3 separate regions of the Mus musculus genome follow, and regions 2 and 3 are each linked to region 1. A link is a contact called in public ChIA-PET and HiChIP or PLAC-seq data. All regions are on one chromosome and are shown on one strand. Each heading gives the region's core, a stretch centred on a gene start, on an enhancer-like site or on the middle of the called end of the contact. The rest is flanking DNA. Distances are from core to core; before and after follow the strand shown.

What was found. ChIA-PET counts read pairs in DNA pulled down with a chosen protein or histone mark. HiChIP or PLAC-seq counts read pairs in DNA pulled down with a chosen protein or histone mark.
Region 2: an H3K4me3 HiChIP or PLAC-seq map of the SCID.adh cell line shows a contact between it and region 1, with 11 read pairs. The contact joins the enhancer-like site here to the promoter of Zcchc2 in region 1. A contact is called at or near these places in 3 of 39 promoter capture datasets (the C10 cell line, the HPC-7 cell line and pre-B cells), 4 of 115 datasets of contacts at active chromatin or transcription factors (the NIH/3T3 cell line, the SCID.adh cell line, embryonic stem cells and 1 more) and 2 of 9 other capture datasets (adipose tissue and liver).
Region 3: an RNA polymerase II ChIA-PET map of memory CD8 T cells shows a contact between it and region 1, with 6 read pairs. The contact joins the enhancer-like site here to the promoter of Zcchc2 in region 1. A contact is called at or near these places in 5 of 39 promoter capture datasets (the 3T3-L1 cell line, 3T3-L1-derived adipocytes, the C10 cell line and 2 more), 5 of 115 datasets of contacts at active chromatin or transcription factors (the NIH/3T3 cell line, the SCID.adh cell line, T-cell acute lymphoblastic leukemia and 2 more) and 2 of 9 other capture datasets (adipose tissue and liver).

What each region holds. Positions count from the first base shown.
Region 1 is chr1:105,987,787-105,992,331 of GRCm38.p6, forward strand. Zcchc2 (zinc finger, CCHC domain containing 2) reads left to right here and starts at 2,620. Exons shown (of 14, transcript NM_001122676.1): 1 at 2,620-3,921. The coding sequence starts at 3,004. Gm7160 (predicted gene 7160) reads right to left here and starts at 2,496. Exons shown (of 3, transcript NR_151625.1): 1 at 2,386-2,496; 2 at 1,233-1,317.
Region 2 is chr1:105,682,269-105,686,813 of GRCm38.p6, forward strand. All of the region lies in intron 2 of Relch (RAB11 binding and LisH domain, coiled-coil and HEAT repeat containing), which reads left to right. Among named protein-coding and RNA genes, the nearest start is that of Relch, 21 kb to the left of the region's middle. Within about 2 kb of position 2,108, at least 11 of the 459 cell types and tissues checked have an H3K27ac peak or open chromatin away from gene starts, as enhancers often do. A contact at or near this core is called in the SCID.adh cell line, where this site is marked.
Region 3 is chr1:105,707,670-105,712,214 of GRCm38.p6, forward strand. All of the region lies in intron 11 of Relch (RAB11 binding and LisH domain, coiled-coil and HEAT repeat containing), which reads left to right. Among named protein-coding and RNA genes, the nearest start is that of Relch, 46 kb to the left of the region's middle. Within about 2 kb of position 1,947, at least 5 of the 459 cell types and tissues checked have an H3K27ac peak or open chromatin away from gene starts, as enhancers often do. A contact at or near this core is called in memory CD8 T cells, where this site is marked.

The DNA.
Region 1 (4,545 bases), core at 1,370-3,869:
GATTGGCTTATACCGTATGGGATAGGTAGTTCAACAACAGTTGTCTACATGCTAGAGAGGCTGAGAACCTAGTAGCTTCTCAGTCCACAGAGCTAAAAATGTCTCCATGGTCCAGCTGCTGATCTCCAGTAATTAGAAGGGTAAAACTGGACTAAGGCATCAGGAAAGGAGGCAGTGGAAGAAAGGGGTCGGGGCAAGGCAGGCAGGTAAGAACAGCAGCTTTCCCTCCGATCACTTCTAATCTGGCCTCCTTGCTGGCAGATGCTGCCCTCCCTAGAGGGGTACCATCATAACATAAAGGAGGGTCTTCCCCCTCCATCAGTTCTTGTAAGAATTATTCTCACAACTGGCCCAGAAGCAAGTCTCTGACAAACAAGTTTAGCCATCACAATCCCAGTATGAAAAATTTGGATACAAACCCCACACTCGACACTCCTATAGCCCATGTGATTTGATTACACATGGAACATAAAATTTAGAGCATGTTTTTGCAACGAGGCAGATCATATTTCTGAAGAGTCATCAGAATCATGAGGGTAGTTCTCCAGAGTTAAACACTCCCATGTTGCCCTGGGCTCTCTCCCTTGAGAGTGAGCGCTGCAGCAGCCATCCTTCACCCTTGCTCCCTGTGTTCTGTCACTAATCACAGGGTGGAAAAAACCACTTAGACATGTGTGTGTGTGTGTGTGTGTGTGATTTGCAGAGTAGAGAGAGGGCCCTGAAACAACACCCTGTGGGGACAAACCATGAAGCTGGTGGAGGATAACCTGAATTAAGGTATAGTACATGTTATTTATAAGTGTTACTATCAACTGTGTTTTCTAATGCTAGCCAAGCTAGAGAGACAAAAATCATTATTAACAGTTGCAAATTTAATTCTGATGAAAATGTGGACTGGGTGCTGTGAGTCTAGATTAAATAACTGATGCAATAGAAAATTAAAGATTAAAAATCCATAGTCGGGATCACATATAAAAATCAATTTGGAAGTAGAGTATTTGCTCATTACATAAGGCATGGAAGTAAAGTTGGGAATGTGGTAGGGGAGGGGACGGGGGGGGGGGCTCCTCACTATTCTGCTTAAAACATTTCATCCTAAGCTTCAGAAATGTGCCTAAGTGATCAGGCAGGAACAGTAGACTCGAGGATAGTAGCTGAGGCTTACTTCGTTTAAGCTATACCCAAGAAGCACACGAAAGAGAAAACTACATGTCAGAATAGCTTTCACTTACTTTTATCAATATAAAATGTGCTGAGTAATTCTCCATCTCTCGGTTTTATCACGGAAGCTGATTTAGGGTTCAATTCAGTCTTATCCTAAATGATAAAGCCGCAGAGTTTGTGAGATAAAGGCGATTCTATACACTCTGTAGATGTCCCAACACTCTCAACGAGGGTTAGTGTGGCTTTTAATTTTCTCACGCTCCTACTTTGGTTATGTGGTATAAGTTCTTTATTTAAAACTGTCGGAAATTTTAAAAAGCAAACACACAAAGAAACTACTATTATGGACCCTCAAATAATAATAATAATAATAATAATAATAATAATAATAATAATCCTGTTTCCCCCGCCCCTGGGCACAAGATTTATATTTATTTACAATCATGGACTGACAAACAGCATGCCAAGAACTCTTGACCGGCAGTCAGGCTCCAGCACAAATGAGACAGGATGGTCCTGATGGCTCTGAGAGCAATCATGGCCCCTTGGGTTGGTTTGGTTTTTAAATTGATTTTTATGGTTGGGCTATACATATCACTGAAAGAGTCATAGGGAGGGCGGTGTCTACAAAACTTAAAAATGTAATATCGCTTAAAAACTTAAAACCCTGACAAGACAGTAACTTATTAAATTGTTTAAAAGAGTTACAGGAAATTCACACCAGCTCAAGAATTCCAAATGTTCACGGATAGGAACTAAAACGTAGGCAATAAGTGATTGCGCAAACCATAGATTTGGGGCAGGAGGGCGTCCTTAAACTTAACCTTGCAAGCCAGATGCAACCATTAGGCCAAGCACCCCCAGCAACAGGGTCCCCTCAGCCGGATACCCGGCCCAAAGCAGCACCTTGCAGCCAGCCTGAGCAAGGGCGCTCGCCGCCCAAAACCACTCTACATCCCGACCTAACTCCTGGATCTTCGTCCCAGCGTTCACACCAACGGTCCAGGTGAAGTTTTAGAATATGGTAATCTCCCGTGGCTGACTTTGGCGGAGTTCACGAGGCGGCAGGGGCTGGGAACCCACTTGGCGTGATCCAGGGCGGTGGCTGACGCGAAGATGGTCTGCAGCCACGGCACGGTCAGATCTCTCAAGAAAAACTAAGTCGATGTCCCTCCTCCCACGCGAACCTCGCCCACTTCTGCCGCTCCGGGCCAAGCTCACCTCGCCGTGGTCCGAAAGTCCCAAACCCACGTCCTCAGTCTGCTGGAACCCATCAAGCATTAGGACCGCGCGGGATGTGCCAGAGCCTTGCAGCATAGCAGGAGGTGGGCGTGGCTTCTCAGAGAGGGCGGCTCCCGGCGGGGAGGGGGGGGCAAACGAGAAGCTCGCGTCACGCCAGATCTAAACGTTGATTGGCTGGAGTGCGGTGCGCGGAGCCCGCCAGCGTCTCCGCCCAGCCCCGCTGCTCCTCCTCCTCCTCGCCAAGCCGCTCTGCCAGCGCCGGCTCGAGAGGGAACGGCTCAGGCCGTCACCGCCAGCCCCGTGCGGACGCGGAAAGGCGGAAGGAGGACGCGCTCGTCGACTTGCTCCTCCCGCACCGGACTCCCCAGCGGGCACAGAGCCCAGGGGAGGAGCCGTCGCGGTCACGCCCCGCCTCCCGCCGGGACGAAGCTGCCGGCCGGCCACCGCCCCCCGTCCCCGGTCGGCGAGACCCGCCCCCGGCCCGCCCCGGCGGCATGGAGGGGCAACGTTCTTGACGGCCGTGCCGCCGCCCGGGCGCTCGGCTCCTCCCGCCGCCCCCGCTCCCTCGCTCGCATGTCCGCACCGCCTTAGCTGAGGATGCTGAGGATGAAGCTGCCACCGAAGTCGACGCACCCCAGCGAGCCGCCGCCCGACGCGGAGGAGCCCGAGGCGGACGCGCGGCCGGGCGCAAAGGCTCCGCTGCGCCGCCGCCGCGACTGCCGCCCGCCGCCGCCGCCCACGGGCCTGCCGCGGGGACCCCCGCCGCCGCCGTCGCCGCCCCGGGGGCTCGAGCCGCCTGTTGCTAGCGGGCCGACGGCGGGCGCGGGCATGCCGGGCGGCGGCGGGCACGCGGCGGCGCTGCGCGAACAGGAGCGGGTGTATGAGTGGTTCGGGCTGGTGCTGGGCTCGGCGCAGCGCCTTGAGTTCATGTGCGGGCTGCTGGACCTGTGCAACCCGCTGGAGCTGCGCTTTCTCGGCTCGTGCCTGGAGGACTTGGCGCGCAAGGACTACCACTACCTGCGCGACTCGGAGGCGAAGGCCAACGGCCTCTCGGACCCAGGGTCGCTGGCCGATTTCCGAGAGCCCGCCGTGCGCTCGCGCCTCATCGTATACCTAGCGCTGCTGGGCTCGGAGAACAGAGAGGCCGCTGGCCGCCTGCACCGCCTCCTGCCCCAGGTGGACGCGGTGCTCAGAAGCCTGCGCGCGACTCGAGCCGAGGGCTCGCGGGGCAGCGTGGAGGACGAGCCGAGTGGCGATGGCGAGCAGGACGCGGAGAAGGACGGCCCCGGCCCGGAAGGCAGTGGCTGCGCCAAGCTCGGGACTGGAGGCGGGCTCGGCTTCAGGGCCCAAGAGGAACTGCTGCTGCTGTTCACCATGGCTTCGCTGCACCCGGCTTTCTCCTTCCACCAGCGGGTCACCCTGAGGGAGCACCTGGAGAGGCTCCGCAGCGCACTCCGGGTGGAGCCGGAGGACGCGGAGGTGGAGCCCAGCAACTTTGCGGGCTCCAGGGCCCAGGTAAGGTGCGAAGAAGTGCAGTCGCAGCTCCGGCCTCCGCCTCGGCGGGCCTCAGAATCCAGCTCTGACCCCAGCCTCATGCAGGTGTCTCGGAATAACCACTCCGCGGCTCTCAGCCATGGGTAGTCATCGTCATTTTCTTGGGTGGCTCATTTCCAGTCACCCACATGCACATTGAGCCACCCGCCATAACAGAATGCTCTAGAATTCTCTTCTGATGTGCACGAGTTATCACGGAAGACTGGAGCTCCCTGACCCTAGACCTCAGAATTAGGAGGCTCGTGGGACATTTTGGGCTCGAGTATTTGGGTGCTAGGTGCAAGGGGAAAAGCCAAGCGCTTGGGGCTGTCAACCACCGTCCGTTTAGCCCTGGGTGGGCTGTTTCCTAGTCTCAGCCTGTTTAAAAACCGCCTTACCCCTTGGCACTGCCAGGTTACTGTGGCATAAGGAACTTTTTATACTTAGTGTGTGCTAATTAAGGTTTTGAATAGGTCTTTTGGCTTTTAGTCGGAGAACTTTGTATTCACTGGGAGTGTGTGTGTGTGTTCCGGTGGGTATTCTGTGGAGACCTATGAATTGGCTGACCTAAGTACAAAAATCGGTCATCTAGGTAAAGACTTGGGA
Region 2 (4,545 bases), core at 858-3,357, 310 kb before region 1:
TTTTAAAGATAAGATAAATTCATGATATTTAAATTGCTGCTATTTAGCTTATTTTTTTGCATTTTGAACATAGAAGTGAGAAGTAGTTTTTGTCATCAAGGAGTTTGTTCCTTGTTGCACGATCCCTTTGGAATTGATGACAAGGGCTTTGGTCGCTTTAGAACTGTGGCTAGGAGATAACTCAGCCCATAATGTGCTTACTTTGCAACAATAAGGACCCGAAAGGAACTGCACGAGCTTCATTCTCAATACCCATTTAAAAAAACAAAATCAAAAAACAGGTATGCGTAGTGTCATATACCTATAATCACAGTACTGAGGAAGAGGAGGCCCTGGGGCTCTCTGGACAGCCCACCTAGCCTACTTAGAGAGTTCCAGGCCGATAAGACACTGTCAGGAGAACAGAATGGATCACACCCTAGAAACAACATGGAGATTAGCCTCTGCCCTTCACATGCAGCAAGTGTCTTTGTACCTTCACAAAAAGGTTTTTGTATACAGTTTTACACACAGGAAAACCTGCTTCACAAAATCCATCTTTTAACATCAGAGTTGCTGGTTTGGTTCTTATGTTTCTGCCTGCTAGAGTAAAACTTCTATGTTCACACACTGGTGAAATCCAAAGAGACACAAAGCCGCTTGCTTGCTAATTTTCAGGGAAAGATCCTCCTGAATGCTGGAGAAAGGAGTCATTGTTGGTCCATTCAGTACCAATTTATTGAATACTCATCCTGTTTTCCAAGTGGTATGTTTGTTCTCTTCTAAAATGACTCTCAGATCTTGCCTGTGAAGTCATCCGTCCCTATAGCCTGAATAACAAATGCTTAGTATTATCCATGGTCTTGTTTCTTGGTTAAAGGCCAAGGCAATATCTGTATCCCATTGCCTTAGTATCTATCCTCTCTGTTTTGCTTGTTTTATTGAGACATTAGATTGGCCTCAACTTTTTTATTTTCCTCCCTTAGCTTTCTGAGTATTGCAATTGCAAGCATACACACACACACACACACACACACACACGGCCAGATTTATTTATTTATTTATTTATTTAGAGACAGGGTCTCATTAGAATACCATTGGCTGTCCTAGAACTCACTATGTAGACCAGGCTGGCCTCAAACTCATAGAGATCCACCAGCCTCTGCCTTCCAAATGCTGAGATTAAAAGCAGATGTCACCATTCCTGGCCAGGAATTTTTTTCTGAGAACCCAATTTCTCTTATTTTGTGTATCTCCCTAGTTTAAACAAATAAACAAACAAAAAGTGTGTATGTATATTCTTTTCTATTAGCAGAACCTTTGATTTTATTTCTTATATTGAACTTGGTAGATGAATCTTATATTTAGATATTATTTAAAGTTGGATTGGTATTCCAACAAGGTTAGATATAACATTAATGAAATTGATTTACCTGTAATTTGTTACCACGAAATTAAGGTAGTATTAGAAATAGGAAAAAAATATTGTAATGGGTGTATATGTAAGTTAAAAATAAAAGTAATGTTGATTAAATTTTTGTAGATTTCAGATTCCAAAAATGTATCTCATGATAGTGTTAGTTCCACAAACAAAAGGGTAGTGGTGGGACTCGTGGGTAGGAAAGTTTAGAAAGATGAGGTTTTCTGCAGAATATTTGTCTTTGATACTTGAGCATCTTAATATTAGTATATTATTATTAATTGGAGTTAATAGCATAGTATTAAATAGTGATTATTAATATATAACATCACAAAAGTTTGACATTTGAGCAGTTACAGAGATAGTTGAAATGAATTGCTAGTTACTAAAGGATTAGATTCAGTATGATATGGACATTAATTAGTGGTAGGATAAAGACAACATATATGTGATAAGTAATCTCCAAGTTTCCCTTAGTTGGCTTTCCAAACCAGTTCAGTGGATGGATGTACTTTAAAGTTTAAGTGGGCAGAGACTACTAAGGAAGACCAGGTGTAAAAAGGAAATGATGCAATTCAGTGGGAACAAATTCAAAACTTAGGAAACATTCAAATGGACATGTCTAGGAAATAAGAATGTATCTGGTGAAAGGGTTTTAAGATTGTGATCATCAAAGCCACAGGCATGCATGTCATGGGTTAGGTATCATGAGAAAAGGCCCAAAGGTGATGATGAGAGAAACCAACTTCAAGATAAGTGATAGAGGAACCTGAACAGAAAGAACAATGAGGGCAAGGGTTTCTTTCTTCCCTGAAAGGCTTGGAGGAAGGGTCTCATATCAGCCTGAATCAAGTTGAAAACAAGCATTGTAAAATAGTTGTACAGGGTTGGGACCTAGTGTAATTTAACATTGCTTATACTGACTTTAATGTTAAAATTGTAAACAGTAAAACTGTAATGCATGCTGTTAATACACATGCATGTTTGTAGTTATTACATCACCTTAGTTTGTGTTGGTCAAGTAGAATGAGTAGATTGGTTGTTAGCTCCTACAGCATTTTATACACATAAGCACACATACACACCTTCATATACTTTTAGAAAGAATGGTGATTTTAAGAATTGCGTAGAACTTGTTCCACAAAGTTTATCTCCTTACAGGGTACTCAGTTTGCACTTCAATCCAGTGTTTTAGGAGACAAATTCATGTATGTATTGATATTGTGTGGCATTAAGAATCTTTTTTGACAGTGGGAGGGAGAAAGAAAATACAAAGTATACATGTGTAAAATTGCCAGAAAATCAAAGTTTATACTTTTAAGAAAAATATATTAATTCTCCCAAATCTGTATTTGCTTGGTTATATTCTACCTTTTATAGAGATGTACTATAGCTTCAAGCATAAAACTCTGTCATTTAGAACCTGTGTTGTATACTAAGAAACATGCAGCAGAGTGAATTCATTTTGGAAGTCTGTCTTTTCAAAGCATTGGTATCTTCTAATGACATTTGGCAATATGTATGTAGATGTTTGTAAAATTATAAATTCTTGCCGTCTGACATGGGTTTTCTGGCTTTCTGTGCCTATTCACTCTTTGTTTTGTTCCTGGTCACCAGTTTAATTTGAGCATTTCCCACTTTGTGTTTTAACCAGTTTCCTCCCTTCGCTCCCTTCTCCCCACCCCCCTTTTTTTTTCTGTCATTCTGGTGTAGGGCATTTCTGATCTGCAATTGTTCTGTAGTATATTTTGGATAATTTTAAGCGATATTGAGAGCATAATATCTATACTTTTACCTTATGCATAGTCTAGTTAGGTGCTTTTTCTTCCAAAATTTCATAGAATTTTCCATTTTTTTAAAAAATGAACAAATCTCTACATAAATGTATTCAGTTATGTAAATAATCTGACTTTAACAAAAACTCTTAAAGTGTTTCAAGGAATTGCAGTTCAGGGGAAATGTCTTAGCTTTGCTGCACAGAATTGTTTGCAGATCAGCTTTGCTGACTACCAACGGCACGCAGTGACTCAGTGCCATCCTAGCTGTGCTTTCATTGCTGCTGCAGCTAAACTCTGTGCATCAAAATAAATGGCCGTCATAGCTGTGACTCAACTACATCCTAAGTTTTTATTGAACACATGCAAACTGAGTGAATCCTAATTTTTCCATATATTCTTAAAGCTTTCTTATATCTGATCCATCTCATCTTTTTTCCACCAGTCAGTCAGGGCAAAGTTGCATTTCTTAAGATGAAAATTAAACTCCTTAGTTTTTATGCAAGTCTGTACTAACTCTTTGTGACAAAGATCAATTAATTTCCCCAGAGTTCTAATTGGCAGAAGTAACTCCTGTACAATACCTATAAATTTTAAGAAAACTTCATAGTTAAGATACATACAGTTTAATCTTGTTCCTGATAAATAATTCACAAAGCTCAATAAGAAATTTTCCCAGCATTCATGTTATCTATATGATAGTCAGAGAAATCTTTAAAGTTTATTAATCTCTCCTAAAAGAAAATAATTTATTTGAAGACCTATTGGAACCTTTTAAATTCTACCTAATTTTACTTCGCACAGCTATTTTAGAGGTGGTTGGTATGTATGTGTGTAATATTTGCATTAGGAATAAGTCATTTCTATTTTTTGGTGTTAATACTAAAGTAAAACATTGAGGCCTTTTTATGTGTGTCTTTAACCTATCTGCTTGTTTTTAGAAAACATGCTTCCTTGGAGGAAAATGTATAGGCATACAACATTTGTTTCACATTTAAATGTAACCCTCAACTTAGCAAGCAGTCTAGCCAATAATGTTTCTACAGTTACAACATTCTAAACAGTACATTTCAAAGTAACTTAAATCCCTTTATTTAAGGCTAGTTAGTCAATTTTCATATAATCTTTACCTCCCTTCCTCCAAAATTATGTTAACCAAAAATATTTCATTACATTTTCTTACCCAGATTGGCTAAAATAGAAGTACCTAGATTATTACATTTTTAATTACTTAAATAAAAGTATTGTATTTTAATAGCTGTATTCCTTGTCAGACAGCTAGAACATATACCCCTAATTCTGCTAAAACTATGGAAAACGATCACCAGTTTGCTTGCAAATCAACTCTGCTGCATGCGTTCACAAGTTTCA
Region 3 (4,545 bases), core at 697-3,196, 280 kb before region 1:
CCTTCACCCCCATATCTAATCCGGTTCCCCCTTTCCCTTTCCCTTCCCTTTCCCCTCCCCTTTCCCCTCTCCCTCTCGTGTCCCTCCCTCCTTCCTCCTCCCACTATTATTTCTTTCCCCTTCTAAGTGGGGTTGAAACCTCCTCACTTGGGCATTTCTGCTTGTTGTACTTCTTATGTTCTGTAGATTACATCCTAGATATTCTGTACTTTTTGGCTAATATCTACTTATTAGTAAGTATATACCATGCATGTTCTTTTAGGTCTGAGTTATCAGGGTGATATTTTCTAGTAACATCCATTTGCCTGCAAAAATCATGATGTCCTCATTTTTAATAGCTGAATAATATTCCATTATATAAATGAACCACATTTTCTGTATCCATTCTATGGTTGAAGGACATCTGTGTTGTTTCCAGCTTCTGGCTATTATAAATAAGACTGCTATGAACATGGTAGAGCACATGTCCTTGTGGTTATGGTGATGAATCTTTTGGGTATTTTCCCAAGAGTGGTATAGCTAGGTCTTCAGGTAGAACTGTTTCTAATTTTATGAGGAACTGCCAAATTCATTTCCAAAGTGGTTGTACCAGCTTGCAATCCCACCAGCAGTGGAGGAGTGTTCCTCTTTCTCCACATTCTCGCCAGCATCTGCTGTCACCTGAGGTTTGGTGTGAGATGGAATCTCAGGGTAGTTTTGATTTACATTTCCTTAATGACTAAGGACTTTGAACGTGCCTTTAGGTGCCTTTCAGCCATTTGAGATTCCTCTGTTGTGAATTCTCTGTTTAGTTCTATATCTCATTTTTTTTGATTGAGTTTTTTGGTTTTTTGGAGTTTACCTTCTTGAGTTTTTATATATATATTGGATATTAGTCCTCTATCAGATGTAAGGTTAGTAAAGTTTTTTTTTTTTTTTCCCAATCTGTGGGTTGCCAATTATTCCTATTGACAGTATCTTTTGCCTTACAGAAGTTTTTCAGTTTCATGAGGTCCCATTTATCATTGTTGATCTTAGGGCGAGAGCTATTGGAGTTCTGTTCAGGAAATTAACCCCTGTGCCAATGAGTTCGAACCTCTTTCCCACTTTCTCTTCTTTTAGATTCAGTGTATCTGGTTTTATGTTAAGTGCCTTGATGCAGTTGGACTTGAGCTTTGTGTAAGGTGATAAATAAGGATCTATTTTCATTCTCCTACATACAGACTGCCAGTTAGACCAGCACCATTTATTAAATATGCAGGGTTTTTTCCACTGTATGGTTTTGGCAAAAAATCAGGTGTCAGAGTTCAAGTGTCCATAGGTGTATAGGTTTACTTCTGGGTCTTCGAATCCATAAACCAGAAAGGAACCCAAAGAAATCAAGTCTTAGAAAGAAAAGTTTAGAATAACAAAATAGCAGAAAGAGTAAAATATGCAAGTTTTTCAAATTTTAGTAAGACGCTGCAATAGATTTAATACTACTGAAAACTGAGCATATGTTGTGAATGATAAAATATCAGTAAACCACTGTGTTGCCTCTTGAAGGACTGAAGAGTTATTTGCTCAGACGTCTGTTTCTAACAATTTGTATGAACTCTTCAATAGTAGTTCATAATTTATAGTGGTGGACAGAGTGTAAATGTAGAGCTCCTCTTAATATGATTATGTAAAATATCTTGAAAGGCATGAGAGCCTTTCTAAATGGCATGAGTTTGTTTTATCAGCCGCTTGATAATCTTGATAGCCAAGTGGCACATTTACTGTTTCACTCAGTATAAGTTTACAGACGTTCATATAATAACCCAGCAACTCCTCTGGAAATGTCACTATAATTTAAACATTCCTATTCTAATCACTTTTCATGAACTTAGCCATTTATCTATCCATCCTTCTTTTACTCAACACACACACACAAATAGGTTATAACCTCTGAAAGTTGGTTTCAAGCAACTTCTTGGTGGTGAGATCCAGTTTCACTTTCATTATAAAAGGCTTTGAACTCTGAATTATGTACAGGTGAATAAAGGAACCATTATTCAGTGTATTGAATAAACAGGGAATCTCTGCAGTATTTTCATTCTTATTCCAGTGACCCCTGTCGAGTTTGTACACTTTAGTTACCTGAGGGTATCTAATTTATATTATCTTTTTGCTTTTCTTTTTCATGCTTGATTTCTCTTAGGAATTTCCATTTTTCCCACATAGATGAACATGCTATAACCATGGCTTCATTACAATTAGTCTTTATAAAAATAATACATGAATATTTGATAAACTGATTTATCCTTAAACTAGTTGCTGTGAGAGGAGTACAGTGTTTAGGCCACAATCAACAGATAAGAAAAAAAATAGAAATTTATTTTTTTCTAAAGCAGTGGTTCTCAACCTTCCTAATGCTGCATGTGAGTGACCCTTTAATACAGTTCCTCGTGTTGTGGTAATACCTGAACATGAAACAATTTTCGGTGCTACTTCATAACTTTAAATTTGCTACTGTTAAAATAAGTTATATTGTAAATATCTGACATATAAGATCCTTGTAAAAGGGTAGGTTGACCACAAAGGGGTCACAACCCACAGGTTGACAACCACTGATCTAAATGGTGATTTGATTGCTAGTCATACATAGAAAATGTATGCCCTAAAACAGAAGCTAAAAAAAAAAGCTCATATTTCCAATTGTAGGAGAAGACCTGCATTGTTCTTATAACAAAATTTGGCTCTTTGTCAGAATCTCACAAAATTCAGCATCTTTACCTTTCCTGATCTTCTCAAGATTATTGAGAACAGAAGCCATTTTGTTGTCAGAGTCCCTGAGGAAGAGCAGGAGCAAGTTCACTGGCTATAGTAGTTCTGAAACTTTATTGCCCATCACAAACATACTTGAGTGACATGACACTATGTAGGTTCCTCAGGATCACACCAGTTTCTGAGGGAATCAGATCTGTTCTTTCAACATCCACTAGGTGAAAACTCTGCAGAGTGGATGGGGCAGAACTTCTGGAACAAGTCCTTCCGGGAGCATTCATGCAGTCCGTAACAGATAGTGTAGACTTGCCATTGGACAGCACCCTGCACACAGGAACTTAAGTGTGTTGTCTACCTCAAGAAGTGAAATGTTGGAGCACTAAGGAAAGCTGCAAGGGTAGCCTGAAGAAAGCAGCCTGGCAGTAGAGAGAGAAGAACCAGAAGATAAAATAATGTGCTGGGATGTTTTTCTCTTGCAATCTTTACCTTAATAACAAAGGTTATTTTGCTTTTATTTTGTAAAACAGAGTTGTGCTTCCTAAGTATTTATCTAATTTTTACAGCTGCTTTTTTTAGAACGTCTTCTAATGATTCATTTATATAAAAGTCATAAACAAATGAGTCCTGAGACATAAAGCTGAGAAGTTAAAATAGAAAGTACTCTAAAGTAATGACCTCGCAGCCTAATATACCCTGAAATTTATACTATGTGTCTCTCATTCTCAAAGACTCTACCCAAGAGCAAAGTGGAGAGATGCATCCTCAGGATACAGCCAAAGTTAGGTGACATTGGCAGCCAGCACGCTCACTAAACAAGTAGGGATGAGGGAATTAGTTCACTGTGAAAATACTATTCAATTTCAATGTTTTCTAAGGACAATTTGGTGATAATATACAGGAAAGTGCATATCTCATTTTCTTCTTTAAAAAATGTGTCTTTCCCTGTCTTAGTAGCAGAGTAATAAATAAAATACCTTCTTTGAATTTGCATTCTAAGTTTTCGAGGCAAAACTTAAACATAACTGCTGCCACCTGGTGGCAGGAATAAAGTATCCCTGTCTACTGTGTTTTATCTTACAGAAAGACAACTTTTTATTTTTAAAAAGAATAAAAATCAATAATCAATATTATTATATAAATGAAAAGTGGATATAAATATTTGTTAGTATTTGTTTGATAGGTAACCACTTGCTATTTTTCTTTAGTTAATCTCAGACTTCTTTAACAGTATCCCAGTAAAACTTAATTTACACTCCATGATGGTTCTTTTTTCAGTTCTTTGATAATAACCATAAATAATATCAGATTTCTAACTAAATCATTTGATAATCAGTTTTATTTTTTACTGTATAGCCTACATCCAGGGCTATTAATAAGGTGTTGGGCATCTGACCTTTTCTATTTTGAACTGCTTTTCAGAGTTATCACTTTTTCCTATTGATGTTTAGATGTGTTTAGTATAGTGGTGGTGCATGATTTCAACCTCTATACATATATATCATGAAGAAATATTTTAAATGCTTAAAATTTGTGTGCCAATGAATATGACCACTGTCTGGAGGTGCATGTAGGTTAGCCAGAGGGCAACTTGGGTATTTTTCTTAGGCACCAATCCAGCATTTTAATTTTGTTGGCACTAATGATTGATCCCAGAGACTCACGAATGATAGTCAAATGCTCTACTACTAACCTACAGCTCTAGACCTGACCCTTAAAACAGTTCTTTGGGGGCCTAGAGGAGAACAGGCTGGGCTGACAGGCCAGAGAGCACATAGATCTGCCTGCCTCTACCTCCCCTGAACTGGGCTTACAAGTATA